6 separate regions of the Mus musculus genome follow, and regions 1, 2, 3, 5 and 6 are each linked to region 4. A link is a contact called in public HiChIP or PLAC-seq and promoter capture Hi-C data. All regions are on one chromosome and are shown on one strand. Each heading gives the region's core, a stretch centred on a gene start, on an enhancer-like site or on the middle of the called end of the contact. The rest is flanking DNA. Distances are from core to core; before and after follow the strand shown. Region 1 overlaps Morrbid (myeloid RNA regulator of BCL2L11 induced cell death). Region 2 overlaps Anapc1 (anaphase promoting complex subunit 1). Region 3 overlaps Gm36154 (a long non-coding RNA gene). Region 4 holds the start of Mal (myelin and lymphocyte protein, T cell differentiation protein). Region 5 holds the start of Morrbid (myeloid RNA regulator of BCL2L11 induced cell death). Region 6 overlaps Gm39928 (a long non-coding RNA gene).

What was found. Promoter capture Hi-C pulls out the DNA fragments that hold promoters and counts their contacts. HiChIP or PLAC-seq counts read pairs in DNA pulled down with a chosen protein or histone mark.
Region 1: a contact with region 4 is called in a FOXA1 HiChIP or PLAC-seq map of pancreatic cancer cells. The contact joins the enhancer-like site here to the promoter of Mal in region 4. A contact is called at or near these places in 5 of 39 promoter capture datasets (embryonic stem cells, hippocampal neurons, liver and 1 more) and 3 of 115 datasets of contacts at active chromatin or transcription factors (bone marrow-derived macrophages, large pre-B cells and pancreatic cancer cells).
Region 2: a contact with region 4 is called in a promoter capture Hi-C map of liver, with 2.9 times the contacts expected there. The contact joins the enhancer-like site here to the promoter of Mal in region 4. A contact is called at or near these places in 7 of 39 promoter capture datasets (the 3T3-L1 cell line, cranial neural crest, frontonasal cranial neural crest and 4 more) and 1 of 484 Hi-C or Micro-C datasets (bone marrow-derived macrophages).
Region 3: a promoter capture Hi-C map of hematopoietic stem and progenitor cells shows a contact between it and region 4, with 4 times the contacts expected there. The contact joins the enhancer-like site here to the promoter of Mal in region 4. A contact is called at or near these places in 7 of 39 promoter capture datasets (the C10 cell line, the HPC-7 cell line, frontonasal cranial neural crest and 4 more).
Region 5: a contact with region 4 is called in a promoter capture Hi-C map of the C10 cell line, with 2.9 times the contacts expected there. The contact joins the promoter of Morrbid here to the promoter of Mal in region 4. A contact is called at or near these places in 5 of 39 promoter capture datasets (the C10 cell line, frontonasal cranial neural crest, hippocampal neurons and 1 more) and 1 of 115 datasets of contacts at active chromatin or transcription factors (pancreatic cancer cells).
Region 6: a contact with region 4 is called in a promoter capture Hi-C map of frontonasal cranial neural crest, with 4 times the contacts expected there. The contact joins the enhancer-like site here to the promoter of Mal in region 4. A contact is called at or near these places in 8 of 39 promoter capture datasets (the C10 cell line, HPC-7-derived erythroid cells, cranial neural crest and 5 more), 1 of 115 datasets of contacts at active chromatin or transcription factors (pancreatic cancer cells) and 1 of 9 other capture datasets (liver).

Annotation. Positions count from the first base shown.
Region 1 is chr2:128,390,463-128,394,813 of GRCm38.p6, reverse strand. All of the region lies in intron 1 of Morrbid (myeloid RNA regulator of BCL2L11 induced cell death), which reads left to right. Among named protein-coding and RNA genes, the nearest start is that of Gm14010, 30 kb to the left of the region's middle. Within about 2 kb of position 2,248, at least 57 of the 459 cell types and tissues checked have an H3K27ac peak or open chromatin away from gene starts, as enhancers often do. A contact at or near this core is called in bone marrow-derived macrophages and pancreatic cancer cells, where this site is marked.
Region 2 is chr2:128,610,335-128,615,143 of GRCm38.p6, reverse strand. Anapc1 (anaphase promoting complex subunit 1) reads left to right here. Exons shown (of 48, transcript NM_008569.2): 48 at 2,081-4,809. The coding sequence ends at 2,196. Among named protein-coding and RNA genes, the nearest start is that of Gm39929, 7.4 kb to the right of the region's middle. Within about 2 kb of position 2,688, at least 14 of the 459 cell types and tissues checked have an H3K27ac peak or open chromatin away from gene starts, as enhancers often do. A contact at or near this core is called in liver, where this site is marked.
Region 3 is chr2:128,444,355-128,449,060 of GRCm38.p6, reverse strand. All of the region lies in intron 1 of Gm36154 (a long non-coding RNA gene), which reads left to right. The region is part of intron 3 of Gm29010 (a long non-coding RNA gene); the gene reads right to left. Among named protein-coding and RNA genes, the nearest start is that of Gm29010, 13 kb to the right of the region's middle. Within about 2 kb of position 3,445, at least 53 of the 459 cell types and tissues checked have an H3K27ac peak or open chromatin away from gene starts, as enhancers often do. A contact at or near this core is called in hematopoietic stem and progenitor cells, where this site is marked.
Region 4 is chr2:127,654,850-127,659,624 of GRCm38.p6, reverse strand. It overlaps Mal (myelin and lymphocyte protein, T cell differentiation protein), which reads left to right and starts at 2,930. Exons shown (of 4, transcript NM_010762.5): 1 at 2,930-3,584. The coding sequence starts at 3,492.
Region 5 is chr2:128,427,694-128,432,209 of GRCm38.p6, reverse strand. Morrbid (myeloid RNA regulator of BCL2L11 induced cell death) reads left to right here and starts at 2,859. Exons shown (of 3, transcript NR_028589.1): 1 at 2,859-3,116. It overlaps Gm36154 (a long non-coding RNA gene), which reads left to right. Exons shown (of 3, transcript XR_374969.3): 3 at 392-1,413.
Region 6 is chr2:128,543,384-128,548,310 of GRCm38.p6, reverse strand. All of the region lies in intron 1 of Gm39928 (a long non-coding RNA gene), which reads left to right. Among named protein-coding and RNA genes, the nearest start is that of Gm39928, 3.9 kb to the left of the region's middle. Within about 2 kb of position 3,575, at least 140 of the 459 cell types and tissues checked have an H3K27ac peak or open chromatin away from gene starts, as enhancers often do. A contact at or near this core is called in pancreatic cancer cells, where this site is marked.

The DNA of each region.
Region 1 (4,351 bases), core at 999-3,498, 740 kb before region 4:
CCGTTGGAGACACCTTGGGCTCTCAATCGGCCATACCCCTAGAAAAGGCTTCTCTGGGTTCACCCTCTTGGGGAAGACCTGGATTCTGAGTAAGGGATTTTTCTCCTAGGTTCTGAGGAAGGTCTCAGGGGTAAGGGTTTCACAGTGAAGTTTGTGCTTACATTTTATGACAGAGATGAAAAGAAACCCTGTGTCCTAGGCTCCAGCGTATTTCTTTGAGGACCCGGCATGGGGTCATTGTTCTTAGAGTCTCTGGCTCCATTTCACAGACACGTAGCACATTCTACATTCTAGGGTTGGCTATGAAGACAGGCAGTATTCTCAGAACTATTTTTAGCATTTTATTTTCTGTTCAGGGTCAAGAACTTCACCCACCTAAGTCAGGTCCCACTACATGGAATGTTCCAGAAAGCAAAACGTCCAGCTGCCTGTCTTCTATTCTAGGCCTAAGTTATTTGAATTAAATCCCAAAGCCAAATTAATTCTACATACTCTGCTGCTTCTGTGTCAGGGACATTGATTCTCCAGTTATCAGGGGTTCTTGCAGATCCCTGCAACCACAGGACTCCGAAACCACAGGGTTGCGGAGAAGATATGCAGATATCCTCTTTAATGGCAATTTCAGTTATGTTCATTAGAAAGTGTGATGCTCACCCCCGGGGGCCAGGGGCTGTCCATCTCAGTCACTCTACCCTCCCGTGGGCCTGCTTTAAGTCATCTTTCTCTGGGGTGGTGGCTTTCACAGTCATGTGAGTTTGGTACATGGCTGCCTTGAGTTTAGCTACAATATATAGTCGTGGTGTGTGTGTGTGTGTGTGTGTGTGAGAGAGAGAGAGAGAGAGAGAGAGAGAGAGAGAGAGAGAAATAAAATACCCTCTGCAAGGTCCTGTGGAGGTCACCGTCCTTAAGGACTCTGCCACCTGCAATGTGGTTGGACAAGAGTGAGTGTCCCAGGGCTCTTTTTATCGTGCAGTGACAATGTAGGGATTTCTATGGCAGAAGCTCGCGGGGTCATTTTTAAACTCGGGTGCATTGAGCATAATCGGCTAATTTTGGCTTTTAGTACTTCTGTAATTGAAGACAGACAGATTGCTAATTCGGTGTGTTTGAAACTTCCTCAAGATCGTTTGAGCAGCCTTGAGGCCAGGGTTGGTCATACTTTCATTTTAAACATAGTTATTTTCCCTCGGGGAAATGAGCAGGCCCTGCTTGGTGTGTGGTCTGGTGACTTGTTGATTTCAGAGTCCCACAGTATGGACATGAAGCCTGGTGGGGACGGCTGCTGGCTCACGGGTCACCTGACTGCCTTTGCGGAGGGTCCAGCTTTTGTTCTTATTTATAAGAAGGGTGACAAGAGGTCTTTGGTGGTGTGCCTGTGGGACTTAGCTGTTGGATTTCCAGCTTAACTGTCAAATGCAGAGTCTGATTCTCTGAGCTTGCTTTCATCTTGTTCCTAGGAAGAAATATTAGCTACTGCCCCTTTTTATGTTCTTATGTATTTCTATTCTGTATATTTTACCCTGCACAGCTATGCATGACGACAGGTCATTTGAGGCTTCTGAAAGAGAATTTTGTTAGCCAACCTCAGCTTTTTGGTGTTTTGGTTTGGTTTTGGACACCAAGTCACTAGTGACCCAATAAGAGAGACAGTTCAGAAATTAAGACGAGTTGACATTTACCTAAATCTGACTCCGTGGCCTCTGTGGCTCTGGTTTTTGTATTATTTCCTCAGACAAGCTGTAGCATTGGCCCAACATCAGAACTTTTCAGATCCAAGAGCAACACGGTGTGGACTCACTTCCTGTCCGAACTGCACGGACTTACCGACTCTGTGGGCTTTATGATGCAGAAGCAGTGTTCAATAGCTCATAAAGTTTATATCTCACACAAACTTACCTGTGATATTATTAATTACTATTTGGCTGCCTAGAAACTATTTTTCCTGTGGCCCTGTAATACCTCTTGTGGAGTAACATTGAAAAAAAAAATAAGTAAGGACCCTCATAATACAAAATAAATCTGACTTGCCTTTCTTGTCACTTACAGATGGGTTTTTAAAAAGCATCTTGCCTTTCCTATCAACAAAGCCCCCCACCCTCCCCCCCGTTTTTGTCAGTTCTTCTATTTATTTTGAAATACTAAACAATCGACTTCACTTGTCCTCGCGGCTTCTTATGTCTTGGGGGAATGACTCACTGATTTAGGCTCTCAGTCACCAGGGGCCAATGTCAGGATCCACAGAAACTTCCTGTTGTTTCGAATAGCTTCCCCCCAACCCCCTACACCCTCCCTCCTTCGAGGTGACAGAGTCTAGAGAATTCACAGGGCGTGGGGGGTGGGTCGGAGGTGGCGGGCTGGGTTATTTGACTTCTGAAATGAGTTTTAAAGTATCAGATTTAAAAGTGTGTCACTTACCAAACCCAAGATGTAGTGTGTCCCTGAGGTTTCTTGGTAGTGTTCTTGCTCCTGTGCTTCGTGCAATTAGAAAAAGAAAAAAAAAAAAATCACCTTTTGGTTTTTAGATTGTAAAAGCATCACTCCTGCCAGCAGACCTGGAGAGGGCCGTGGTGAACGGGGATTTACTTATTGCGGGACAGGGTAGCCAATAAACTGTCACCCTCTCCTGTGCTTAGGGTGTTCAGGGTATTTGTTAATGTTCAAAAAAAAAAAAAGTGGGATCACAATTCTGAGACACCAAGCGTAGATTACTTCATAGACAAAGAGTGGAAGCTGGAGATCGAGATCGGCGGGGCTGGAAGGGAGGAGGTGGGGGAGGGAGTGTAATGGGGCCAGCTTCAGTTTGAAAAGACAAAAATGTCCTAGAGAAAGGTGCTGCTGTCCATTGCGCAGCAACGTGAATGGAAACAGGACACTGAAGGACACACAGAGATGTGGTTAAAGTGCTCAGAGTGCTGTGACCATTAGCACAGTTTAAACAATGCACACACATCTGTGGAAATTGGGTGTTTGAATCACCGTGTAATAAAATATTAGCTAGATGTGATTTGTAAGAATTTACCAAAACTTCCATTCAGAATGGCTACTCTGACTATACACATGTTGTATACACTGTGGGTCTGGTTAACTAAGATGTGTGGTTTTTTTTCCCCACTTTTTTTTTTTTTTTTTAGAAATAAAGTTTAATTTTTTAATAATAAAAGAAAAAAGCCAGGTGTGGTGGTAAATGCCTTTAATTCCAGAACTCAGGAGGTAAAGACAAATTGATCTCTGTGAGTTCAAAGCCAACCTAGTCTACAAATTTAGTTCTAGGACAGCAAAAAAAAAAAAAAAAAAAAAAAAAAAAATCACTCTCTAGCTCAGAGGGTGGTCAGTGTGGGGTTCTTTGCATCCACTTCACCTGTCCCTAGGTGGGCTGTTTCTTCTTGCTGGGATTAGATCAGCCTAGGATCCCAACCTTTAATCTAGACATTTCTGTACTGTTGTTGTCTGCGGGACAAAACTTGTTGTTTTGGTTGTTTGCTCCAGCCTGAGACACCACAATGCCATCAAGCCAGGAGCCTTTCCTCGCTGATGAAGTTGTATTTGTAGTAACGCTCTCTTGTCTACAGCGAAACTGCGGCTCTTTCAGGAGGACATGAAAAACATGTCTTGTAGACTGGGTGGCTTTATGTGAACTTTGAACTAGGTAGAATCTGACCTGTGACTTAACATTTTTATTTGTATCTTTTTAAAAGTTTTTATTTAGGTTCTGAGGTTTGAGTCCTAAGCCTCTTGCATACTAGGCTAGGAGGCCCTCTACCACTGAGCTATACCCTTCTTAAAGAGTTTCAGAGTCTCACTCAGCAGCCCAGGCTGGCTTTCCACCTATGACCTATCAAAGCCTGCTGACTAGCTGAGCTACAGGCCTGGGCCATCAGCCACCCCTCCTTCTTATGTCTATTATTCTCTTGTGTGTGTGTGTGTGTGTGTGTGTATGTGTGGTATATGTGTGTTGGGTGTTAGGGGTGTGTGTTGGGTGTGTATGTGTGGTATGTATGTATGTGTTAAGCGTGCCATTTTACTAAGAGAAATACATAAATGAGAATTACCAACGTAATCTTTTCTTTTTTACAATGTTGGAGGCTGAGTCGAGGGCTTTGTACTCGCCAGGGAAGCACTGTGTCTCTGAGCTAAATCCCCAGTCCCTCCTCGAGGTGTCTATAAGTGGTCTTTATTAGCTAGAGAGCTAAAACACCATGAAACAAAGTCCACACCCACCTCTGACCTGAGAAAACTATTTCCTATGCCATTTCTAGGACAGCCCTTCAGTCTCCACCCCGGCTTCCACTCCCCTATGAGATAGTACATTCTAGAGCCAGAGCCAGTATTTTTGTAAAGCCCATGTCAGTGG
Region 2 (4,809 bases), core at 1,439-3,938, 960 kb before region 4:
GACATCTCTATATATTTAACTTATATGAATTGAACTCAAGGTCTTGGGCATGGTAGCCAAACATTCTACCACTGGGCTATATTTACAGAACTTACTTGATTTTTCTTATAACTTTGTAAGATTTCTTAGTTTTTAAAAGGTTTATGTAATCACAGTCTCTGATCCCTAAAACTTCAAAGCTATTGATTGGATGCTATGTCCAGTATGGAATCAGGCACTAAGTTTGTCTATAAAGCAACCTGATTTATTCATGTCACATTTAAATTGCTACCCTTTAATTGAGAGTGAAAAAATATTTTTGAGAATGAGAAGATGGTTCTGTTAATGTGCAATCACTTTTAGCTTAATGGCATTTTTGTTTAGAAAACCTCAGGAAAAAATGTACTTAGTTATGGCCATGAGGAATTGCTTATATTTTGTGGCCTTTCCCATGGAAACAAATACAAAGGTTAGGCAAATGCATAAGATAGCAGTTATAGGTTTGCTGTTACCTTTTCTGGTTGGATTGTTTGGGAGTTTCTTGACTATGGTAGGGAAAGGGAACCCATGTATTGCCAGGAAGACTCCTTGACTTGTGGGAGAGACGTGAGGGTATAGAGAGACCAAGGAAGCCAGAGTTTGCAAGATGTGTCAGAGAGGAGCGGGCTATGCAGTAAGTACCAGGGGAGTTTCTGGGTTTAGAAGTTAATGGCCAAAAGGTTGCATATAAAGGAATTCCCTGGAGGGAAGCTTACAAGTGTACTAGAAGATAACTTGCCAGTTGTTTACTAGTGCCTATCCCACCGCTTCTTAGAAGAATTCCTAGTAGAATTTAGGAGGGTATGGCCTCAGTCATAGGAAGTAAATTACCTCTGGACTATACCATGTTGTGGTCACATCTTATAAATCTCAAAGGATCAACATAAGTTGTGATCTATGATCGTAACTGCAGGCATGTTTTGTTGAAATCTAACTCTACCCAGATCTAAGCCCAGTAGCTAAAGAACATGGAAGTACCCAGCAATGAAAAGTAGGTGAAATTCAATATGTGGCATACAATAAAAACAGCCCCACCCACTCCCCAGGGCATAGTAGTCCACACCTATAATTTAAGCATTTGGAAATCAAATTCCTTGGAGGGGAAGAAGTTCAAGGCCATCTCTGGCTACAGAGTGAGGTGGGAGCTGGTCTTGGCCCACACAGGACCCTGTCTCAGGAAAAAATAACAACAATAAACAACAGTAACAGCAGCTACTGTCTCCAGGCCCACACGCTGCCATGCTAGTGCAGCCCCTGGCCTAAGCTGCTTAGATTTGTGCTGCCTCACGGTGCTCCTGCATCCCTACTTGTTCACACTTTGCCATTCGTACTTTGCTGCAAACCAAATAGCTGTCTCTCCCTGGCTTCTGGTGGGGCAAGATTCTTATCTACCTTTTACCCCCTCTATTTTCTTTCTTTGCTCCCCACCCTGTTCTTAATCAAATAAGAAAGTAAACACTGCAGAATGAGAAAAAGAAAAAGTAAAACAAAAGCAGCAGCCCACGTGCAGAGAAACAGGAAGGTGTATAACCCGTGCTGCTGGGACTGTGGGGTGGGGAGGAAAGGAGGAGGAAGCTTGAGAGACTCTTTGGCGATGTGCCTGTGGGTCTAGATCTCGGTAGACAATCGCTTGGGTATTGTCTAAAATCCCAGATATCCAGGCCTCACTCCAGTGAGTATTTGTAAACTGTGGGACCAAGAACAAGAGACAGTAGATTAACTCTCAGTCTTTAGTCTGTTGAGGTTGTTTGTTTGTAAAAGATTGAACTCACAGATCAAAAATCAAGTATTAAAATCAGTTTTCAAAATCACTTATAGTAATTGAAGTTAATTGAATTTAATGTACACAGATAAGTTTTCACAGTGGTTAATTTCTAAAGTACAGAATGGATACATTTAAATTCTTTAATTGTTTTAGGAAATTAAAAATTCAAGGTTTGCCACTGGGGTGCTTTTGTGTAGAAGGAAGGCTTTCTGGCTCAGGTGTGGTGTGCAGAGCTTGGGAGGGCTGTGTGGCTGCGGCTGTGTAGTGATGTCACCTTCTGCATCTCTGTCTCTTTAGGGAGCACAAGCTTTGCTGAACTCCTCTACAGGTTCCGACACCTGAAGATGCCCGTCCGGGCTTTGCTAAGACTGGCTCCTGTGCTGCTTGGGAACCCACAGCCGATGGTCATGTGACCACCTCTGCCGAGGGAAACCCACCCTAGAAATGACTGCGGCACAGAATCCTGATGGCAGCAAAGTGAAGGCAGCATTTCTGTTTTGTAACCAATGGAACTCAGTTGCATACGCCTCACTGTGCTTAAAATTCATGTTGAAAATAAGACAGATAACGCTGGTGCTGTCCACGTGTCATATGATGTATAAAACATCAGTTAAAACTCACATTTTGTAAATAAAGATTTTTGGTTTGTTTTCAAAACTATTGATTGCTTTGGACTTCAGAGAATAGATGGACAGGCTGAGTTTTTAAGCCTTATAACTTTAGTGGTTCAGGTTCTGTACTCAGAAGTGCAAGGCTTAAAAAGCCACATTGTGAAAATGGACTTTGTGCTCTCCGGGAGCGTTTGTGTGTTGTCTGTTACGTAACAGTTATCTTCTCTACAATGAGTCTGTGCTTCCCGTGGTGGATGGATGACAGACAGCGTTACTGCCAGCAGTTTTCTACTGAATGAAGAATTGCTCAGCATGGAGTACTGGACTGTGCCCAAGCCCTGACCTTGGTGCAGCTGTGTAGGCTGCAGCTCTTTGGAGGTAATCGAGGTTAAAGGGCACTCTAAGGGGGAGTCTATTTGGTAGAATCGATGTCCTGCTCAGAAGAGGAAAAAGAGATGATTTTCTCTCTGTACCATGTGAGAACTCATAGCACAACTGCTCACAAACTAAGAAGATTCCCTTGTGAGGAACCAGTCAGACAGTCTTGAGCTTTAGCACCTAGAAGTATTAAGCGATAAACTCCTGATGCTTGTCTGTGGTACTTGGTGTTTGCAGCCTGTGCAGGCTGTGCATGACACCTGCTCAAAATACTGAAAATACAGAATTACCGCCACAGAGGAGTGTTAAGAAATACGGAAATCAGTCTATCTGAACTAAAGGTCTGGAAAGTGCTTTTGCATTCTGAGTTTCAGGACAGCTCATGATGCCCCATGTAACAGGAACAACACTCCTTTCACTCCATTTCAACCTGTGCTCACAGCTTTCTCTCAGACCAGTGTGACTGTAAACAAGTAGGAACTGCAGAATGCCTACTCGTTAACTTCCCGCTTGTTTCTGAAAAAGCCAATAGAAATTGCTGCGTTGGGATTTGGTAATGTCCATCTGCCTGCCTGCCTGCCTGCAGCAAGGTAATTTGTGGCTGACCTTGAGGGCAAAATGTGCTTTCCTTCACTTTTAGATTAGGGATTGCAATTAAATGGCAGTTGGTGATGAACATTCAATTTGTATCAATATTGAACCCACTGTCCAAGTTATTTTTCACTCTCAATTGTTAATGGCTGCCATGGGAGGACTTGAAAGAGAGGACTGAATTCAGTGGAAACAGCATTGATGGGCCTTTTTGTCCGCTGGACGGACACCAAGAAGAGATTCTAGTGCTCTTGAGTCAACCATGTTAGGATCTTCAGATAAACTATTTACTAGTCTCCAAACCATGCTGTGGGAACCAGTCTTACCATGCACAGCAGCCAGCCTCCTGGGAACCACGTCAAGGGAAGAGCCCGAGAAACACCTGAAGTGTTCTAGTATCAAAAGTGGCACTTGTGACTACAAGGGAAGGCTGATTGCCCAGGACGTTGCTTCACCTCTGATACATGTGGAATGGAGACACAAGGGGCAGCTGCTTTGAGTGTAGGTACTGTCCAGCAGACAGACAATGGAGCGGTGTGCTCAGATTCTTTCCCCAAAGGGTACTGACGTCTGTCCTTCTCTCTCTTGGTCTAACGTGGGAGTGAAGGAAAACTGAGCTCAGATGCCAAACTTCATCTACACTACTCCATCATAGTTCTCAACATTCTGGACTCTACCCTATCTGCTACACCCAACCCTGCTCTGGTCTGCTGCTGCCTGCATGGATTCTGAGTCCAAGAGAATCAGAAACAACTCAATGTGAACTGGAAGGTCTTAGCGTTGGCAGAGCTTCTGAACATGTTGAAAGCAGCCAAGCACCTTTGCAATCACATGGGCTTTTGTGTGTTTTCTTGATGTTTCTCCCATTGACTTAGTCATCACTATTGGTCACATTATATAGAGCATCTTGTTTAAGCTTTTGTCTTTTTAGCTAAAAACACTTCTTTGGTAAACTTTTAATACTGCAATCTTTTTCCTTTAGAATATTTTGGAGTGTACTTTTAAGACTTTTTTTTTTCTTGAAACATATCAGAATTTTAAAACAGGAACTTCATAATAAATTTAGTAAGATTTATAAGCACCTGCCAGATCTTAATTCCTGTTCTTTTATACTCCAATGTTTAGCTGAGCTGCTAGCTTTTCTCTGTAGCTAATGATGTCTCAAGTCTCTGCCTTGTGAGGCTGCAGACCACGTGTTTTAAGAACTCAAGACATGTTGGGTCATGGTGTCATGGTCACCTCATAGGTGGAGGGTGGGTACCTAAAACAAGGACAGAAGCCAGCAGCTAGTGTTACATGGTAATTTTCTTCTGCTTGAAACATCCTTCCAGGAAGAAGGGGAGGGGAGCCCCAAGACACTAAATAAGCATCACGTGTCTTAGGAAGCTGAAGCTTAAGAGTCACAAAGTGCTTTCCCAAGGTTGTAGAAATGGAACTGTATGGGAA
Region 3 (4,706 bases), core at 2,196-4,695, 790 kb before region 4:
TATGCAATCGAATCCTGGGATCAAGGATTCCCCTCCACCCCTCTATCTCTTCCATTCCTCCTGGTAACTTTAGATACTTGACTCTCAATCTCTATGAGATCGGTGTTTTGGCTTTCACGTGTAAGGGAGATTGTGTGACATTTATCTTTCTATGCAGCGCAGTGTTAGCAGCATGGCATAGATTCCCTCAGGTGTGAACACACACACACACACATCTGGGTGCTTAGACCTTGACAGTCTCAGGAATCTGAGCAGGGAGTCTCTGATATCACAATTTCTCTGTCTGCCCTAGGCTTGGATCAGAGGCTGACCCTGCTAACTTTATTATTCCCAAGTAAATTGTCCTAAATACCAGCTTCAAACTGTGGTCCTTGGACCAGCAGTGGTGGTACCCCCAGGAGCCTTCTGAAACATCAGAATCCCAGAGCACAGCACAGACTCATCGAATCAGACCATACATTTGGCTGAGATATGGGAAGGTTTGAAGGCCACCAGCATTTGAGAAACTGAGGGTTGTTATCTCAAGCCACCCAAGTAGAAGAGTTTCATTATCGGATGCTTTAGAATGTGATTCTCGACCTGTGGGTCGTGACCCCTGAGAAAGGGGTCACCTAAGACCATTGGGAAACACAGATATTTATAGTTCAGTTACGAAGTAACAACAAAAATAATGTTATGGCTGGGGGTCACCATACACGAAGAACCGCATTAAAGGGTCACAGCATCAGGAAGGTTGAGAACCACTGGTTTAGAGCCAGTTGTCAAACAACCAACAACAATAACAAAAAGCACAGAAAACATCTGATCATGGAAGCTGCATTATGTCACAGTGTGTCCCACAGGATATCCCTCTGCCACACGTCTTCACTTGTAAATGTTCGTTACAACGAGTCATTGCTCTGGTTCGAGATCTTTGGCTTCTGTGACACCATCAATATTGGATCCTCATTGGGACTCCTCCTGGTTATCCTGTTGTTGTCTTGTGTCATGGAGATCTGTATCAGCAGGACTGGCCCTTTCATGTGTTCCAACCATTTGCAGAGTCCTGGATCTGGGCCTGGGTGGTCGGGCACTGAACTGGTCAGTCTGCCATCTCTTTTATCCACACCACTAGGGCAAGGTCTTCAGCACTGCCCAAACTAGGCAGCCTAACACAGCCATCGGCAGGAGGCAGGGTCAGCATTTCTCATCTCATGCCTTCCTACTGGCTCACTTGCACCTATGCCTCCAGGGCCAGCTCTACTCTCAAGGCACAGGGCCCTCTTCTCCAAGTGCTGCAAGAGGCTGGACCAGCTCTCCTGCTCTCACACCCTTGGGGCTGGCTTGCCTGTGCCTTTTCCATCCGGGTCAGATCCAATGTGTTGCCCAGTCAATATATATAGTCAATGGCTACAGCCATTATAGGGGCAAGGGTAGCTCTCCCACTCTCATGTCCTCGGTGCTAACTCAGGTGGTGAGGGGTGACTTGGGGTGGGCATCACCCTTGAACCCACACCACCTCAGGGCAGACAAATGAAGGGCCAGCTCTTCTGTGCTCTCACCCTCTGGCTTATCTCCATCCCCTCCACCATGGCCAGCTCTACCATGTTGCCCAAGGGAGATGCAGGGCCCGCTCTCCCAAGTCCTGCAGCTGGTGAGGGACAGGGCCAGCTCACCCAGTCTCATGACCCCAGGGCCAGGTCTCTGAACTGCGGCAAGTGACGAGGGATTCATTTTGTTTTGTTTTTACATTAGTTTGGCATGGTATCTACAATTGGTAGGTTCATGCCTGGTTGGATGCTTCATCATTCTCTCTACCAAGCTCTTCTCTGGAGAGAATCACAGTCTATGTGTATCTCAGTAGCTTGAAGATTAGGGGAAGCTCCCTGGGTCTGGTCATATGTGTGACTGAGCCCATAGGTCTCTGAAGAATTCTCTGTGGACAAGATGGCCCTGTCCACCCTGCCCATGGGCCAAACAGGGTACCTTGGCAGAATATTTAAAGCTGAGATCCAACCTGTACTCAATTCCAGTATTTACCTGCATTTGCAACCATGACGTTGTGTAAGAGGAGCACTGGCCTTGTCTGCTTGCAGGCCTCAGGTGACTCTAGACTGACAAGGGTCGGCTCTATCTCCTGGATCAGGAGAACAAGAGAGCCGAGAATAAGACAAAAGACACTCAACCCGCCTCTCTTAGTGCTGTGAGTGCAGATGACCCCTGGAGTTGAAGGCAGGCTACTAATCAATTCCCAGCATTCACTAAGACACTCTATTTGGCCCAAGGGCAGACTGGACAGGACCATCTGGGTAGACCTGGCTGCCTGTTCATGATGTTGTTGGCAACTGTTTGGAATTCGTTTTGTAGGTAAGTGGAACAATGTAGTTATCACAGGAGCTGGGGGTCTATCTTTATAAAAGAACTCTGCAGCAGAACCTCTTTGTACAATGAGGAGCCATCTTTCCTAAACAGACAGCTACCCTGATAGAACTGTATATGTATCATTTCTATATGAACAAACACATCACCTGGAGAGACACCCACATCCACACAAGTACACCTTAGCTTAGCAGTGGATTCATGCATGTAGAACAATCCATCAAGGTTGCTCTAGGCTGCCCTTGCAGAAATACTGGTTCCTCTAATCTTAACCTCTCTTGAGGCCTCTGCTTTCCGCAAGGGAGCAAAAGAAGAGATGGATAACCTGGCCTGCTTCTCTGCAGCCTTCCCCACAACACTTCTCATCCCCAACAAGTGGACCCAAGGCCACAGCACGCTATAGGGGGCCTGGGCTGCACAGTTTTTTTTTTAAGATTTATTTACTTATTATATGTAAGGACACTGTAGCTGTCTTCAGACACTCCAGAAGAAGGAGTCAGATCTCATTACAGATGGTTGTGAGCCACCATGTGGTTGCTTGGATTTGAACTCGGGACCTTCGGAAGAGCAGTCGGGTGCTCTTACCCACTGAACCATCTCACTGGGCTGCACAGTTTTGACTGTGATTCCATATCATGAAGATGGCATGCTACATTTTGGGCAACAGGTCCTCCCGCCCCCTCCCGACATCATGTGTTCTTCTGCATGGATTTGAAAGCAAATCTCCGCTGAGATGTCCAAACTTGTGTGTGGAAGTTCAAATGACTGATTGTATCTTCGGCTTAGAGAATGGATGGGGGTGGGGGCTGGGGGAATTTATTCACATTTTGCCAGGTGTAGGAAGGAGAAATGACAGTCCTCAGGGGCTTCCTGTGCTGGGTACAGTGGGGTTGATTTTACTCTTAGAAAACCAAGCCAGAAAGACATTAAGTGCACAGAGGCAGCTTTGTGGCCTGTTATCCAGAGAGACAGGATCAGGCCAAGGATGGCGTGGCCTCCACTAGCCACCTGCTCATCTCTCTGACCAGTTCCGGAATCTGAGGGTTCTAAAGCTTTTACAGATCTGGGCTGAGGCCGGAACCGCCTCTGAGCATTTTGTAATTTCCCTCAATTTCACAACTTCCCTGGTAAGTGTTCCTTCTCCAAACTCAGATATACCAAGTTCTTAGAAAATGAAGAATAGATGACTGAGCCCCTCCCGCCACCTTTGTCCTGAGTTCAACTGCCATGTTCAAAGGCTGGAAGGGTCTGGTGTGGAAGGAAGAACTCAGCCCTGAGTTCCCACAAACTGAGGATCTTTTCTTAGATCCTCCCCTACGTAGTTTCTGAACTTGAACAAGTATTACAGGCCCACCTATACATGGGGCAGAATGTATTGCCAAGATGCTGTGTGGGCTCCAGATCTGGGCCTAGGGTTTTTCTCACTGGTGGCCAGTGATGGCTGCCGAGGAGCTCACTTGAGGTGTTTAGGAACCATCATTAAAAATAAGGCTAGAAAAAAAAAATTTTTTTAATTAAATTAAATTAAAGTTACAACCAGCTCTAAATGTTTTGAGTCTGAAGGCTTGACCCAAGGTCTTGCCATCTCATTTCAAAGCCTTCTCTGGGGCCCTTGAGTTGCTCACTGCTTAAGCATTGTGTCTGACTCTCCTCCGCTGCTGAACTCATCCGGTGACTGACAGCTCTACAAGCCTCATACTAAAACCTCACCTCCTCCTTTAACTGCCAAACCTCTTTTACTGCAGACTTTAGAGTAGAAGCCACTCTGTTCTCTGTGTTGTTTTGTCACATCGGTGCCAAATCTTTGAAAGCTTTAAAGGCCTGGACAGAATTCTGGGATCTGCCTCTGGGTTCACACACACAAATTCTGCCAAGGCCAAGGATCTTGGCAGGAAGGAATCCCTCTCGTCTCTGGGCTTGTTCATGATCGATTATGTATGCCACGGCCTTGCTTGTCACATTTTACATGCCTCTGAGGCCTCAGTGGGTCCTCCATGAACTAACCCTCTTATCCCCACCGCAACACACAATAACTCACAGTTAGAGGGTCCAGATGGGAGGAGCGGGGCGAGCTGGGGACCATGAAGAACACTATTGACAGGACAGAGACTGGTGCCCCACACCAGCTGGTCCCACTTGGAATACTTTTTTCTACTCTGCTGTAGCTACTCACATAAAACGAATGGATTTGCTCTTACCCCCAAGTTCTCTAGGTGGGTTTTAGCTGCAGAGATGGAAATTTACACTCTCCGAGGGAGAGAAACTGTGAGATTGTAAAATGTCATTGCAGTGTTGGGTCCCGAGGTCAACCGTGTTCATTCACTGCAGTCGTGGGAACATTCTCACTT
Region 4 (4,775 bases), core at 1,681-4,180:
GAGCCTTCGCTTCCTCAGTGGTGGAGGACCATGTCTTTCTGGTACTAGAAAACATGGGCATAGAAGAAGCAAGGCAAAGAAAAAAAAATTGGGTGGAGCCCTTTGTCCTTGGAGGCAGCTGAGCACACAGCACCCCCTGAGTCCATCAAAAGATAGCCTTCTGAGAACCAGTCATAACGTCTACTCTGCAGCATCCCCAGAAGCAGTAAGAGAAGGGCCTTCTGGATCCAAGATGCCTAGTTACCCACCATATAGCCTGGGCCCGTTATCACACACTGTGAGTCTGGGTGGTAGGGTAATGGTATATAAGACAGCTCTGGATATTAAGAAATATCATCCAAGCTGAGTGTCTGCTGTCATGCTGGATGATAATGCCTGCCAGCTCTCCTCATCTCCAAGGCCAAGGATGCTGGGACAGCCCTTAAGCCATCCACCCAGCAGGGGCCTTCAACCTTCACACCATGCAGTGAAACCTGTAGCTGTGGGCAACTGATGATAAATAAAGTCCCTTGGGTTAAGGGCTCACCCAAGGTAGCTCTCTAATTTCAGACCTGCAAAAAGCTTCTCTATCCGTGTGAGCACGATGCCCCACCCCATCTTCTCCCCCCCGCCCCCCCCCCCCGCCACCAACTTCCTTGAGCTCCTAAGATGGAAATTGAAAGGTCCAAAGCCCCACTAGTGGGTGGGGTGCCTCAAGGAACAAGTGCCCAGGGCCATGTCTGAGATGACCACTAAGACTGAATTTGGGAGACTGGGGGTGGTCTTTTGGGAGCATTGATCACAAGTTCCTAAAGCTTTACAGGACAGCATCAGTCTGGTTGAATGCTGAACACTACTCTGCAGACTCAGAAGGGCCTTTCCCTTCTGAGCCATCAGTAAACTGGTAGTTACCTTACTTGAAACCCCGAAACCAAATTGTACCTGCTATTGTTTGTTGGCAGTTCCTACTCCACAAATACTTTTCTGACCATGTCTCTCTCCCTAAACCCGTTCTCTCCTGCCCTTTGCATGAGAGAGAGAGAGAGAGAGAGAGAGAGGAAGTGACTTTTTCCTGACTCAGTTCCTACCTTGGAGAAAGATATCATAGGCTACCATACAGTTTAACAAAAGGCCCAGACCCACCTTAGACCCTAGGCACTCGTGTGCTTCTAGGAAGACTTGAGGGCACTGTAGTGGATTATTGACTAGAGCTCCTCATCGTCTATATCTTTTTTGTTGTTGTTGTTTTTTATTTATTTTTGTTTGTTTGTTTTTTTGGCTTTTAAGACAGGGTTTCTCTGTGTATCCTTGGCTGTCCTGGAACTCACTTTGTAGACCAGGATGGCCTCGAACTCAGAAATCCGCCTGCCTCTGCCTCCCAAGTGCTGGGATTAAAGGCGTGTGCCACCACGCCCGGCTTGTCTATATCTTTCTAGAACCCTAACTATGACCCTAGATTTTTATAAATATGAGCCATCTGGATCATTAGCAAGTGGCCCAGTGTAGCCTGGGGATGCTCAGCTGAAAGTGAAACCAGACCCGTCTACACAGCCAGGGCGCTCTATATCCAGATGGAGTCATTCTCATGCTTCCTTTGTTGCTAGGCGCAGACAAAGCTGAGTCCCCCTGGTCCTTACTCTCAATCCTTGGCTAACACTTGGGGCAGTCTCACTGAGGAAGAAGATGACAGATAGATTTGGGTAAACTATGGTCAGGAAGGTGAGCATCGAGCAAAGGGTTCCAGGTGAGATGGGAGGGTCACCAAGACAGGGATGGGGAGGCAGATTTCCTTGACGTTGGCCAAGATGACCAGCTAATCCTCCCTCTGGACTTAGAGCCTCCCCCACTTTATCCTGTGGGAATTGGAACTGCCAAGCCTTCCTGAGTGCACCAGTACTTTCCCCTTAAGTCATTAGCCCAAATGTTAAGGCCTTAGCCACAAAGGTTTGAAATAAGCAAAACCAGGGACACTCAAAGCCAGGCAAAGACATTGTAGAGTCAACAGCACCTTTGTGGGCTTTTATAGTTAGTATGCACGCCCTTAGAAATTGCTAACCAACTTCAACTGGATTTGCTAGTTGGTCATCTTATATCCGGCTGGTGGTGGCTTTCTGTGGCCAGTTTGCTTGGGTTTGCCTCCACTAAATATCTCCTTAGAAGGAAGAGACACTCTCAGGATCCAGCAGGGCTACCAAGTTGTAAGCTGCCCAGGGTGAGGGAATAGGGGAAGGGGCCCTGAGGATCTCACAGCTCATCTTATCTAGAGGCCTTGACCTGGGGAGCTGGATATTTGGCGGAGGCACTCACAGGTATCCAAAGCTGACAGCGTGGAGAGGCTCACAATAGAACAGAGCATCTTCCCACTTCAAACCTCTGGTCCTTTCTCATAAGCGGTTGCTCTCATCAGCAAATTCATGGGCATGGAGTCTTGCTTTTGAAAAATATGCCCAGAAATGTACTTCTTGTAGGGAATGGAATAAGGCTGTGCAGAGGGAAAGTGGGAGGGACCCTATACACACAAGACCCTGAACAGTAGTGGCAACTGGGGTAGGTGGAGGTCAAGTTCAGAATCTGAGCTGGAGGTTGAGAAAGGCCATTTCCCTTTCAGCTAGAACAGAGTTTAGCCTTACCGTATGTAATTTAAAAAGAAAAAAAAAAAGGATTGGTGTGATTTAAATGGCAGTTACTGGAGTGTGATACTTGTTTAAAAATAAAGGCAAAAATAAAACGTAAAGTTGTGGTACAAGAAGAGTAAATCCCCAGAAACGACTCAGCAGTCCATAGAGTCAAAGGACACGGGATGGGGGAGAACTGCCCCATCTCCAGAACTGAGGGAATCTCCCCTGGCAATATCTGCCCCAGGAATGCAACTTGTCCCATCACCACCGCCGCCGCCAGACAGCCTCTCAGATTCGTTCTCCTTAGAGTCACTTCCTTCCCTCCTGCTGGCATATAGTTTCCCTGACGAGCCTTGCTGTTGCCCCTAGAACCCCCAGCCTGCCGGTGAGATCGAAATGTGCCCTCCGGGAGCTTGGATGTGAAGGCTGCACATTAACACACCCAGCGGAAGACTGGAGACACGACTAGAGTTAAAGGGAATGGATGTCAAAGTGGGGAAGTCTCCGATAGGTTATTGATGAATAGTGATCACCTGCGTGGCGCGCAACACAGGGAAGTGCAGCGCGCGAGCCGCTCCATCCACTGCCCTCAGGCAGGTGGCAACTAGGGTTAGGTCAGGAGCGTACAGATTCCCAACCCAGTCCTGCAGATCTTCAGAGAGCACTCCGTCGGGTTTCAGGGCGGCGCCAGAGGCGATTCAGCCTTGTCCTCTAGGGCAGTAGACCCGGGCGGGGCGGGTGGCCGGAGCTCCGCCCTCCTCTGACCCTGGCTTTTCAGCTTTTAACCCGCGCGGGAGGGCGCCGCGGCCACTGGGCTCTCCGGAGGGAGCGAGTGGTCAGTGCGGAGCCGGAGGCGAGCGTGTCCAGTCCCAAGGCCGACGCCAGCTCGCAGGCATGGCTCCGGCAGCGGCTTCGGGTGGCAGCACCCTGCCCAGTGGCTTCTCGGTCTTCACCACCTTCCCTGACTTGCTCTTCGTTTGTGAGTTTGTGAGTGATAACGCGCCCTGCTCTGGGAAAGGGACCGGGTGGGTTGAGTTGCTGGGGGTGGGGTGGAGGGGTTGGGGGGGGGGGGAGCTCTGCAGCTCTGTCCCCAGTCACAGGAGGGAACTAAAATCGGGAAAGTTTTCCCCATCTCTCCGTGGTCTGCTCCTTTCTAAATTAGCGGACCGATTTCCCAGGCAGGTGCAGAAAAACCTCTTCCTAGAGTTTAGCTCCTATCCGAGCGCAGCTTCCTTACAAGGTACCACTGAGAGTCCTCCTGAGTAAACAAACCCAGCTAAAGAACCCTTCCATGCTGGCGACAGAGATTTGGAGATCAAGAGTAGCCAGCCTTTTTCAGGCCCTTTGAAGTTTCTGGGAAGGAAATGCCTCTGTGCCAATTTTGAAAAACAGTGGCTGTGCTTTGCTGGGCCGCGGTCCCCAAGCCCTGTGTGAGGGGAGGGAGGAGTCAGGGAAGACAGGTGAATTTTGTCGCCTGCCTTGGCTGACCTTGGGCTGACTCTGCGCCTGGGCTGGGTTCTATTAGCCTTACACTGTAGAACCGACCCACTAGCTTCGAGAAACTTTCCTATTGTGAGCTCCAGCCAGGCTTCAGAGCTACTTCAGTTTCTAGTCCCCAGGGTCCTTTAGCACTTACCTGGACAGGAGGGTGTTTGTTCAATTCTGTGGGTGTGGAGACAACATTTCCTGTGCTCCCACCACGCAGAGGTCTTTGTGTGGAGTAATAACTTGGAGAAAAAAAGTGTAGGTGATTTTAACAACTGGATCCCAGCTAACTGGATGGCTAGCAAAGGAGGCTGTGGACACCAAGAACAGTAGGATCCATCATCAAGGGGATGTCACTGAAATTGAGATGAATATTGAGTTGAACCCAAACGTGGGTATTTCTAAAGTGATTTCACACCCCAGGCACAATCACGGCCCAGGCTATGGAATTAACATAAGAAACCCTGCACACCGCTAGCTTACAAATAGGAACAGCCAATGCCCAGAACAGGGTTGGACTTGCCAAGGTCATCCAGGTCTTTAGCAAGCCTTCCAATCTCATAGAGTTCCTTCTAGGCTCAGGACTGCCAAGCAAACCTTGGAACAGTGCCAACTTAATGTAGTTGACACAGGCATCTGGCCCATATGAGAAAGCACCTACTGGGTGCCAGGGGGTGGGGAGGAGCATTCTTG
Region 5 (4,516 bases), core at 1,610-4,109, 770 kb before region 4:
ATTTAACTGGATGTCATTGTTCCTCAAAGTGCCACGTATCCATTTCCTTGATGCTGCGTTGGAGGGTGCTGCTTGTAGGTGTGGCTCCCTCTCTTTTGGCTGAGCTCACCCTGATCCCAGCTACTTACCGCCAAGCTGTGTCTAGGGTCACAGAGGCTGCCAGGTCAGGTACCTGGTCACCATGGCCTCCTGAGCCTTGGCCAACATGCCCCACCCTGTTTCTGTCTGACGGGAACTCCTTGGAGTCCTGGCCAGTCAGCCTCTTCTGCCTTCTTGAAACCTCCAGCCCTTGGCTGTGAGCCCTGGCTTTCTTGGTTCTCCTCCAGGCTCACTGGCCAAGGGTCCAAACCGCCTTGCTCATCTTTCATCTCTATGTGTCTCTCCCCTCCAGGCCGGGCCTTTAGATCACCACCTCTGAAATCTTCAACACAAACCTACTCCTGGCATTTAAAGTCTACCAACATCTTTATAAGCATCTCCACGTGACATCTGATAGGCAAAGCCAAACAGCAGCGGAAACGGAGCCGGTGTTCTTGATGTCTTCCTCACTTGGACTGTCTCCTCCCTCAACTCCCTCAACCTTCCTCCTCTTAGCAGGTGGCACCACTCTGCTCCTCAACCCTAAAGTCCAAGAGTTCTGTTGGAGTAATCTGTACCTACCACTGGGCTACCCAACCCATCCCACACCTCTGACTGCACACATTGCTTGGATTCCATCACCCTCATCAGACCCAAAGTGGAGGTGACCAGACTCCCATGTGCTCTGCTTTTAGCAAGTGTTATCCTTGGAAAATTCCAATCAGACCCCTCCACTCTCATATAATCCAGCCTGTCTCATGCTATCTTATTCCAGCAGGCACAGCAGCCCAGCCCCTTCCTTGCCTCCTTCCCCAGCCCCAGGCCTGTCTCAGCAGCCCACTCATCTCAATGGCTTTGACTTTATTAGCAATTTTTCACACTGACCACATCATGATCTCGAGTTCGTCCTGTGTGCTTATTTTCTGTCCTATCCCTTGAGAATACAAGCTTCCTGAGCACAGGGGACCTTCCCTCCCGACCCCACCCCCTGCTGTTTCCCAAGGCTCAGCATCAGAGCCTGGCATCTGGACCACATTTGTTGAGTCTGTGAATGACTGAACTCCACACTTCCTGTCCTTTGCTCTCAGTACGCTGCCATTGTCTTCACTACTGTCCGCATTGTTAAATAACCGTTTGTGGTCGTGCATTTTATTCATAGGCTCTGAATTTTAACAAGAGGTTACCTCTTTAGTGTGCAAGTCGTCTCTTTGAGCCTAGACTTTTGGTTGTGGCCCGTGACTCAAATACTATACTGGTAGGAAAACTTTCAACAGCAAACCACACACATTGTCAGAGGCCAGCTTTGACCTGCTCAGTGGTATAAGAGAACAGAGACACTCACCACAGTTACAGACCCTGGAGTTAGCTTTTCATTTTCATACAGAGGAAGGAACTACCATTGTCTGGATTTTGCAAATGGGCCAAGTATATCGGTCTTTTAATGATAACCAGTTATGGTTTGTATTGAAAAGCCCTCCCCTCATATATTTTGCTGTTCTCGGAAGTCTGGGCAGACTGTGCTAGATAGCCTGCTCAAACAACACGATGTCCTGGAGGAGCTGGACTGGTGTTTGGAGGCTTTAGAGGACAATGTACTTGCAAGCTGTTGCCAAGGCCAAATCCTCCGTCTCCTTAGGACTGAACATTCTCAACCTTCCTAGCCCTGCTACTCCTTTAATAAGCTCCTCATGTTGTGGGGAGCCCCAACTGGAGATTATTTCCATTGCTACTTCATAACTGGAGTTTTGCTACTGTTATGAATTATAATATAAATATCTGTGATTTCCAATGGTCTTGGTTGTCCCCTGGGAAAGGGTCATTTGACCCTCAGAGGGGTCTTGACCTATGAATGGATGAGTTTCTTCCCTTGCCCCTGTACCCCCAAATTCTCTCTCCTCCCTGCCTATACTGTTAGCTTTTCCCTAACCTGTTTAAGAGACTCTCTGGCACACATATCTGCTCTTACGTATGCTGTGTTAAGATTCTCTGATATACTGAAATGTACGTTTCAAAAGTGAAACCTCTGCTTTTTTTTTTTTTTTTTTTTTTTTTTTTTGGACAGTGCTGACTTTTGGGGGCAGGGAGGGGTGGGCAAAGATATCAACAATCACAGCAACCCTACCTGGCCTCACCAGAGGCTGCTCAGTGGTACATGGGTTCCGCTTTCTCTGGAGTACTTCTCATAGTTCAAAAAAGCTTGAAGCTGCGGAAGACAGCCCCGCCCTCTGCATCATTCAAAAGAAAACTCAGACATAGAGGCGGGCTCTTGGTTCTTGCATGGAAACGTTCAGGATTCTTTCAAAGTTAGAGAACCATAACTTTGTTTTTTACTCCTTGGTTCTTTTATTCATGTGATTTAGCCTAGCAAGACTAAGTCACACATGCTAACAGCCAGCTCAGAATAGATATAATGATTTTAGATCAAAACTCTGTGCAGAAAAAAAAAAATCATGGACTGAAATAGGGGATATCAGGGCCAAGCAAACTCAGATGCCTTAAGGAAATAGCAAAAATGGGTTCTTCCCTCTTCTGTGGACGGCCAGCGTGTTACAGCACCCGTGTGCATGTGAGATCTCTGCCTTTTATTTTCAGTTACCCCCAAGTCTCCTAACCAAAGCGTCTCCTCCCTGATGAGGGTGATCACTGGCTACAAGCCTGGGGCTTCCACACCCAAGGTCTGGGAAGCTGCTCTTTCCGGAAGGGTGGTAGAGACCCTGGGAACCAGACCAGGCGGGCTCACAAAGTATGAAGAGAATGTCGGGAGAGGAAGTGGTGGCTCTGAGTCAGCACGAGTCATCTGGTTCCAGTGACAATGAAGACTGAGGTGTCTGCTTTGCAGTTTTTTTTTTTCTTTTCTTGTCTTTTTTTTTTTTTTTCCTAATCATGTGGACATCTCTGAGAATGAGGGGACTGGGTGACTTTGCAGTGTCTGCTTTCTAAGTTTCAAAGTGACTTTCCAGGCAAGCTGCGCATATCTTGGGATCTTCACAGCACAGTGGCTGGGAAGGCAGGCGGACCCGTCTATCAGCTTCTCCCTGGTGAGTACTCTCAGTCAAAGATGTTTTCCGTGCACCTCTGAGCTGTGACAGCTGCTGTGTTCTGGGGTAGACACTGCTTCTCCCAGACTTTGAAGGTTTTGTGAGGTCAGAAAAGTGGCTCCCTCTGCCTCCAGCCCACCTGTTGTGTCTGTTGCGGGACTCTTGGAGGAAGTTTCTGAGCTGTGCCTTGTGGATGGTGGCTGTGTGTTATGCTGTCTCAGAGGAGAGCGTGAGGCTTGCCTGGGAAGGAAGCCACCACGGATTCCTAGCTAGAAGCTAAAGTGAAGGTCAGAGACGGAGGTGGGTGAGTTTGTGTTAACTGGGCACTGAGGTTGAACTAGTTTCCGCTCCTAAGAAGCAGAAGGAAGAGCCAACCCCGGGGGCAGCTTCTGGTCTCTGACTCAGGCAGCCAGGCCTGAGCTGTCCAGCTTCAGGGCAAGAAGTATGGCAGCGAGGCAGAATTTTGTCTTTTCTCTGAACACGCTACATCCCGTGCTTCCCTTTAACGCTCCAGGTGGAAAATGTGTTCAAAAGCAGAAAGAAAAGCCACAGGCTAGGGACCAGGAAGGGCATGGTGGAAGATGGGGGAAGGGAGTGGGCTGAGTTACTGCTATTCTTACAAACATCTTTACTGTCAAATAAACAGTTACAGTAACTGCTGTGCCACTTTTAAAGCAAATCTAAAAAGCGGTCATTTGCTTAAAAAGCTGCATAGCAGGCTGCAGGGAAGACAGGAGCCTGTTCTGAGCAACTCACTGGGGCGTGTGGGGCTTCCCGGGTTAAGAATGAGTCAGCAACCTAACTGAATGAGCCCTGAGAGCAGCTCCATTCACTCTGAGCGTAACAGGAGTTTGCCGGCTCGGGTCTTTGCATGATATCAGCATTGCCTGGCCCTCTGTGAAGAGGATAGTCACACACGTTCAGCTTTCTCCTGGAATGTACCTGAGAGGTCTCTTGGCTGTCTCCTTGTCAGGAATACTGTGTTCGGCTTCTTCAGCATGCCTGGGCTGATGACAATCATTTTGGGTCCTGCCCCTGACCGAGCACAGAGTTTGTTAAACGAACTCTGGGGTGCAGGAAGGACCAGGGTAGTCTAGAGCCGCAGTCGCACCCCACCCTTTGAAATAGTTCACACCCTTATGATTGGGAGAATCGGGTGAGACATGAATTTTGAAGCTGGCTTCCACAAGAGGCAGGCACTAACTTGGCTTAAATAAATCAGAGTGCAAGCTTCAGAGAAAGAAAGCCTCCAAATACCTTTGAGAAGAATTCCTATCCTAGAGCAGTTCTATACACGGAACCCAAGGAGTCGCCAAAGGCTTCACAGGTCAACACAGGGTTTGAATCTTTTCCTGGCTAGTTCTGTGGCTCTGCCTGAAGATTGTTTATCTGTGTTTAGA
Region 6 (4,927 bases), core at 2,326-4,825, 890 kb before region 4:
TTCTGCTGTATTGGAGAGGCATGTTGTGTTATTGAAATATGGAGGCTGAATGGAGAAAGCAGGTGGGGAATGCAATGGGAAGGCAGGTTTTCAGTTTCAAGGAAGCCACTTCGACATGTGTTTTCTGTGAGCACCAGGGACATTCTGGGAAGTGTGAAATGTCCTCCTCGAAGCTGGGGTTTAGAAACTTCAGAACTCTAGCTAGGCAGAGCTGTCTCAGGAGTTGGAAGCTGTTGTCTTCCTCACTGTCAGCTCTGAGTGGGTGCCCGTGCTCAGCACCTTCAGCCATATGTCGTCGATATTTGGCATTTTATGAAAAGCAATCTCCCAGTGTAAACACAGTGGTAAGAGAACCTCCTGCTGCCCTTATGGTGTTTTTCACAAAGTCAGGTCAGGTGTGTTGAGCCATCACTCAGGTTGATGTGTTACTACAAACCTTCCCGGTTCACTCTCATCCCCTGCTCCATTGTGCTCTTGGGAACTTGACACCAAGTCTGATTCCACAAGGCAAAGCTGTCACGCTGGGGCAGGGACTTGGGATCCTCACTGCAATGTTAAACTGATGTTCCATACAGAAAAGCTATTAATCTTAACCTGCATCACTAGCTAGGAAATTATATTTTCTCTTCAGTCACTTATAAACCTCTAAAGGCAATGTATAGAAAGTAACCAAGAACAATGTAAAAATCGAGCTATAACTTTACCACCCAGAACAGTTCCCTTTGACAGTTTACATTCCTGTCCAGTTCTCTGTACATGTTCACATACAGGTACTTTTATTGTTCTGTGTATTTGAGTTTGTATTATAGACTCCCACTTAACACCGTGGAAGCTGTCCTATGTTTCCACATCATTAAATAATCTTGGAGGTGCCATCTTGAGACTGTGAAGTATATCCCATCCTCTGGACGCCCCGTAATTACTTAACCATTCCCATACAGTAAGGGAGATGCACCGTTGCCAGCTTTTAACAGCTATATATAAAGCTTCATTGAGCCCTCTTTGGAAGACGGGGCCAAGTTTCTGACTTATTCCTTCCAGCGGTTTTCCAGAGAGGGCCACTGCCAGGTGGAAGAACGTAAACTCCTTTCAGGCTCCTCACTCTCGCTGCCAAATTCTGCTGCAGAGTGTTTCCCCCAAAGGCAGAAGGCAGCCTCAGCTCAGGACTTGTGGAAGTAAGGAGAGTCCCCTCCCCGTTCACATCCCTCGACGTGAGGAAAGAGGTCAGGACTGGACTTGTTCTTCAAGGCCAGAAAAGGAAGAATGCAGTGAATGAATGTTCCAGGAGTTACCCTGAGGAAGTGATAATAATATGATACCCGGGAAGGAGCTCTTTCTAGAACCTTCCACACTCCTTGGTTTCTTAACATTTTTATTTAAATCTTTATTATTTTCACCATCAGAGCATCCAGTTTACAGAGATGCAATGCATTAGGTAAAAGTCATATAAGTCACTCAAGTGTGGTCAGTGGTGGTCAGGGGATGTGCAGAGCCCCTCGACATTAGCCACAGTCACTTCTGGCTTCTCTCTGTACAGTGTCTACAGCTAGCAGGTCCTTGGGTACACCCGGGCCCAGGCTGGACGTTCCCTCTGAGAAATGTCAAAATTGTCACTTTGCACCTAATTCTCAGTACACAGACTCTGAGGAAGGCTGTCCCCAGGGTGTCCGGACAAGGATTGTTGGCTACTTCAATGATTTTTCTCTTTTCTGCAGGTTCAGACTCCCCCACCCTTTGCTAACTGCTGAGTTCAGAGTTGTGGGGGATGGTTTTGAGTGCTGCAGAATGCTGTGAGTCTCAAATGTAAAGCTTACTTATTTTTTTAAATCCATAAAGAGAGTTATTGGCATAAAACACTTTAATGAAGACATGATGGTTTCAGGTGGGATACACCAGGCCAGTGTTCGTGGTACCTGAATGAACTGATCAAGGAAGTTTTGGGTCCCCAATATGACCCTATGATGGCCTTTCTTCTGAGATGCCTGTGGCCCAGGACCACCCTGAGGTGGAGGGTAAAACACTAGACTCTCCAAACCCTGGCAGCACCAGTCTCTTCAAGAAAGAGACGTAATTTGTTCTGCAGCAGGCTAGTAGCAGGCAGGATAGAGAAAAGGGCTGTAGGGTCTGATGCCCTGGGGTCTGTTATATATAATTCCTCATCTACAAAAAACGGGCCAAGAGGGGCTGGAGAGATGACTCAGTGGCTAAGAGCACTGGCTGTTCTTCCAGACGGCCTGGGTTCTGTTCCCAGCACCCATATGACAACTCACAACCATCAGTAACTCCAGTCGCAGAGTTTCTTACACCCTCTTCTGGCCTCTGAAGACACTGCATGCATGTGGTACACAGACATGCATACAGTTAAAACACCCCTACATATAAAAATAAATAAACATTTTACAAAAATGAGCTGGGAGAACCAGCCACACCTAAGGTGGCGTGGTCATGTTTTGAGAGACCATTAGCCAGAAGGGAGACTCTCTGTGTAGGTGACCTCCTTAAAGATACTGTTCTCAACCAGTAAGGTTCCTTGATGCACAGTCCCTGATCATGGTGCAGGCTGCTCTTCTCCGTGGAGCTGCCTAGGCAATCCCTTCATAACCCTGCCCGCGCATCTTCTCTGCATCGCTAACTCCTTACTGCTTTAGCAGTGAGGTGCTTATTGCACCCAGCAGTTGGTGTGCAGGGAGCAGAGACCGTCTGTTGGCAGCCTGACACTTGTAGGCAGCTGAACCGAGGAGCCTAGCAGCTCAGGTGATGGAGGGGAGGCTTTCTGTGCTTGTTTCCTGCCCTTCCCCCTGCTGTGAGGAGACTGACCGTATCCCTAGTTCCTTATAGGCCATCTATATTGGGCAGTGTTGAGGAAAAGGAAGTTTTCTGTGTTCAGAGAACCATGCAATACAATTTTTGGAAGCTGCACTTGGCTTGAGGTCTGGCTCCAGTTTTGTCAGGTGTGATCCCCAAAGGCCTGAGCTAGGTGTTACAGAACACGACAACTCACTGTGGCACTGTTTCTAACGTGAAGGTGGTGTTTGTCCGGCTCCTGTATCCTCTTAGACAGATGGCCTTGTCACAGTTGCCCATCCCACAGAGAAAGGGTCTTGACTGGCACCCAGTATGAACCCTCTCCCATCAGGAGGCTGCTAATTCCAAGCCTGAGCACAGAACCCTGCTAGCTAGAACACTTTGGTGCCCTGCACACACACACAGCATGTAGGCTGTTCAGGCCTCTCAGGATGCATCTCTACACAGCGCTCCCTAGTGGACAGAGGAGGCCCAGTTCTTCACATCTGCTCAGTGATATCTCAAAAGAAATCTCTCACCCAGTCTCTAAGGTGTGGCACTTGGCTGCTGGGAAAAGACACAGTTTATCTGGCAACTAAAATTGTTTTGCAAGAGGTTCCCACAATTATGGTCTGAGGGAGGGTCCCTGCCAGCTTTTCTTAGTCACTTGGGCTTAGTGGGGGGAGGTGGTTTTTCTTTATTTTGTTCTGAAGGCAAAAGCCATCTGGGGGCAGGGTAATTACCCTGAGCCAGGGAGACAAAGGGACTGCAGTTCTCAGCTCAGCTGCAGGTGGCTGAGAGCTCTGGTTGGAATGTCACAAAGTACCCAGGTTGAAGGGTGAGTCAGAAATCCTTAGGTCACTTGTGGTTTTCTTTCATGGTTTTGCTGTGACTAGTCACTTGTTTTTACTTAGCAAGAACAACAGATGTTTGGGTGTCTGAAAGAGCACTGCCTGCCCCCTGTAGTCCCGGGGCTGCCCCAGTCTGGTAGAGAGGAGATACACTGAACATGAGACCCAGCAAGTCACTTACAGTGCCAATGTGAATCGTAGATAAGCAGTGGGCATCCCTGGGCACCGATAACGAGCCAGGCTTCTGTGGTGCTCAAGTTAGCTTGGAGTGGAGGTATCAGATCATTTATTTGAGTTACTCACCTTACTGAGCCAGTCCTCTGGACCCTCTCAGCCCCATGGAAGCAAATCCCTGCCTCGGAAGTGTGTGTGTGTGCTCAAATCTTGGCTCTGCTTCTGTATAGAAGCCAACATCTCTCACCTCAAATTCTGTTGCTCCTTAGATATAGAGTATATGTTTAAGCTCTGCATTGGGATTCTTTCCACCTTGTTGGGCCTCCAGACACTGGACAGCTGTTATTACCAGATGCAGACACTCTTGTGACTAACAATAACAGACTGACTAGAACCACTGTCTTCTGAGGTGCAGGGGCCTCCGGCCTCCTTTGCTGCTCAGGCCTGAAGTGGGATTTTTCAGGGTTTCCTTAAAACAAAAGGTGAGGCTTCTCTGCACTCTACAGAAGGGAAAGGGAAAGGACACACCAGCTTGGGCCCTTCGCTGCAGGTCTCCGAGTGGTTGCCGTTTGCTAGTGAAACAGAGCAGAAGCAAAACTGGGGATTAAAGCTGGCTCTTTCACCACCGTTCTCACCTGTGGGCCTAGTTTACCTGTGGGCCTGGGGCTTTAGTCTGTAGTCGGACCATAGATGGGTTAGAATACCACAAGCGAGTGTTATGGTTTAAGGATGGTGTGTTTGAGCACTTGTGCCCAGCTGGTGGAGCTGTTTTGAAGGATTACAAAACTTTTAGTGGATAGAGCCTTGCTAGAGGAAGTGGGTCGTTAGAGAAACGGTCTTAAGTTTTTATAGCCAGGCCTCACCTCAGATCTGTCATCTGGTTCCTTCATGCACAGTGCGGCAAGATGCCTTACTCTCCCGCTGCCGGGCCTTCCTTGCCAAGATGGACTATCCTGACTCTTAGACTGTAAGCCAAGAGAAACCCTCCTACTTTCAAGTTGCTTCTTGTCCTGCATTAGGTCATAGCAATAAGAAAAGTAACTAAAGCTGGGAGTGGTGGCCCATGCCTTTCATCCCAAAACTCACGAGGCAGAGGCAGGCAGATCTCTAAGTTTGAG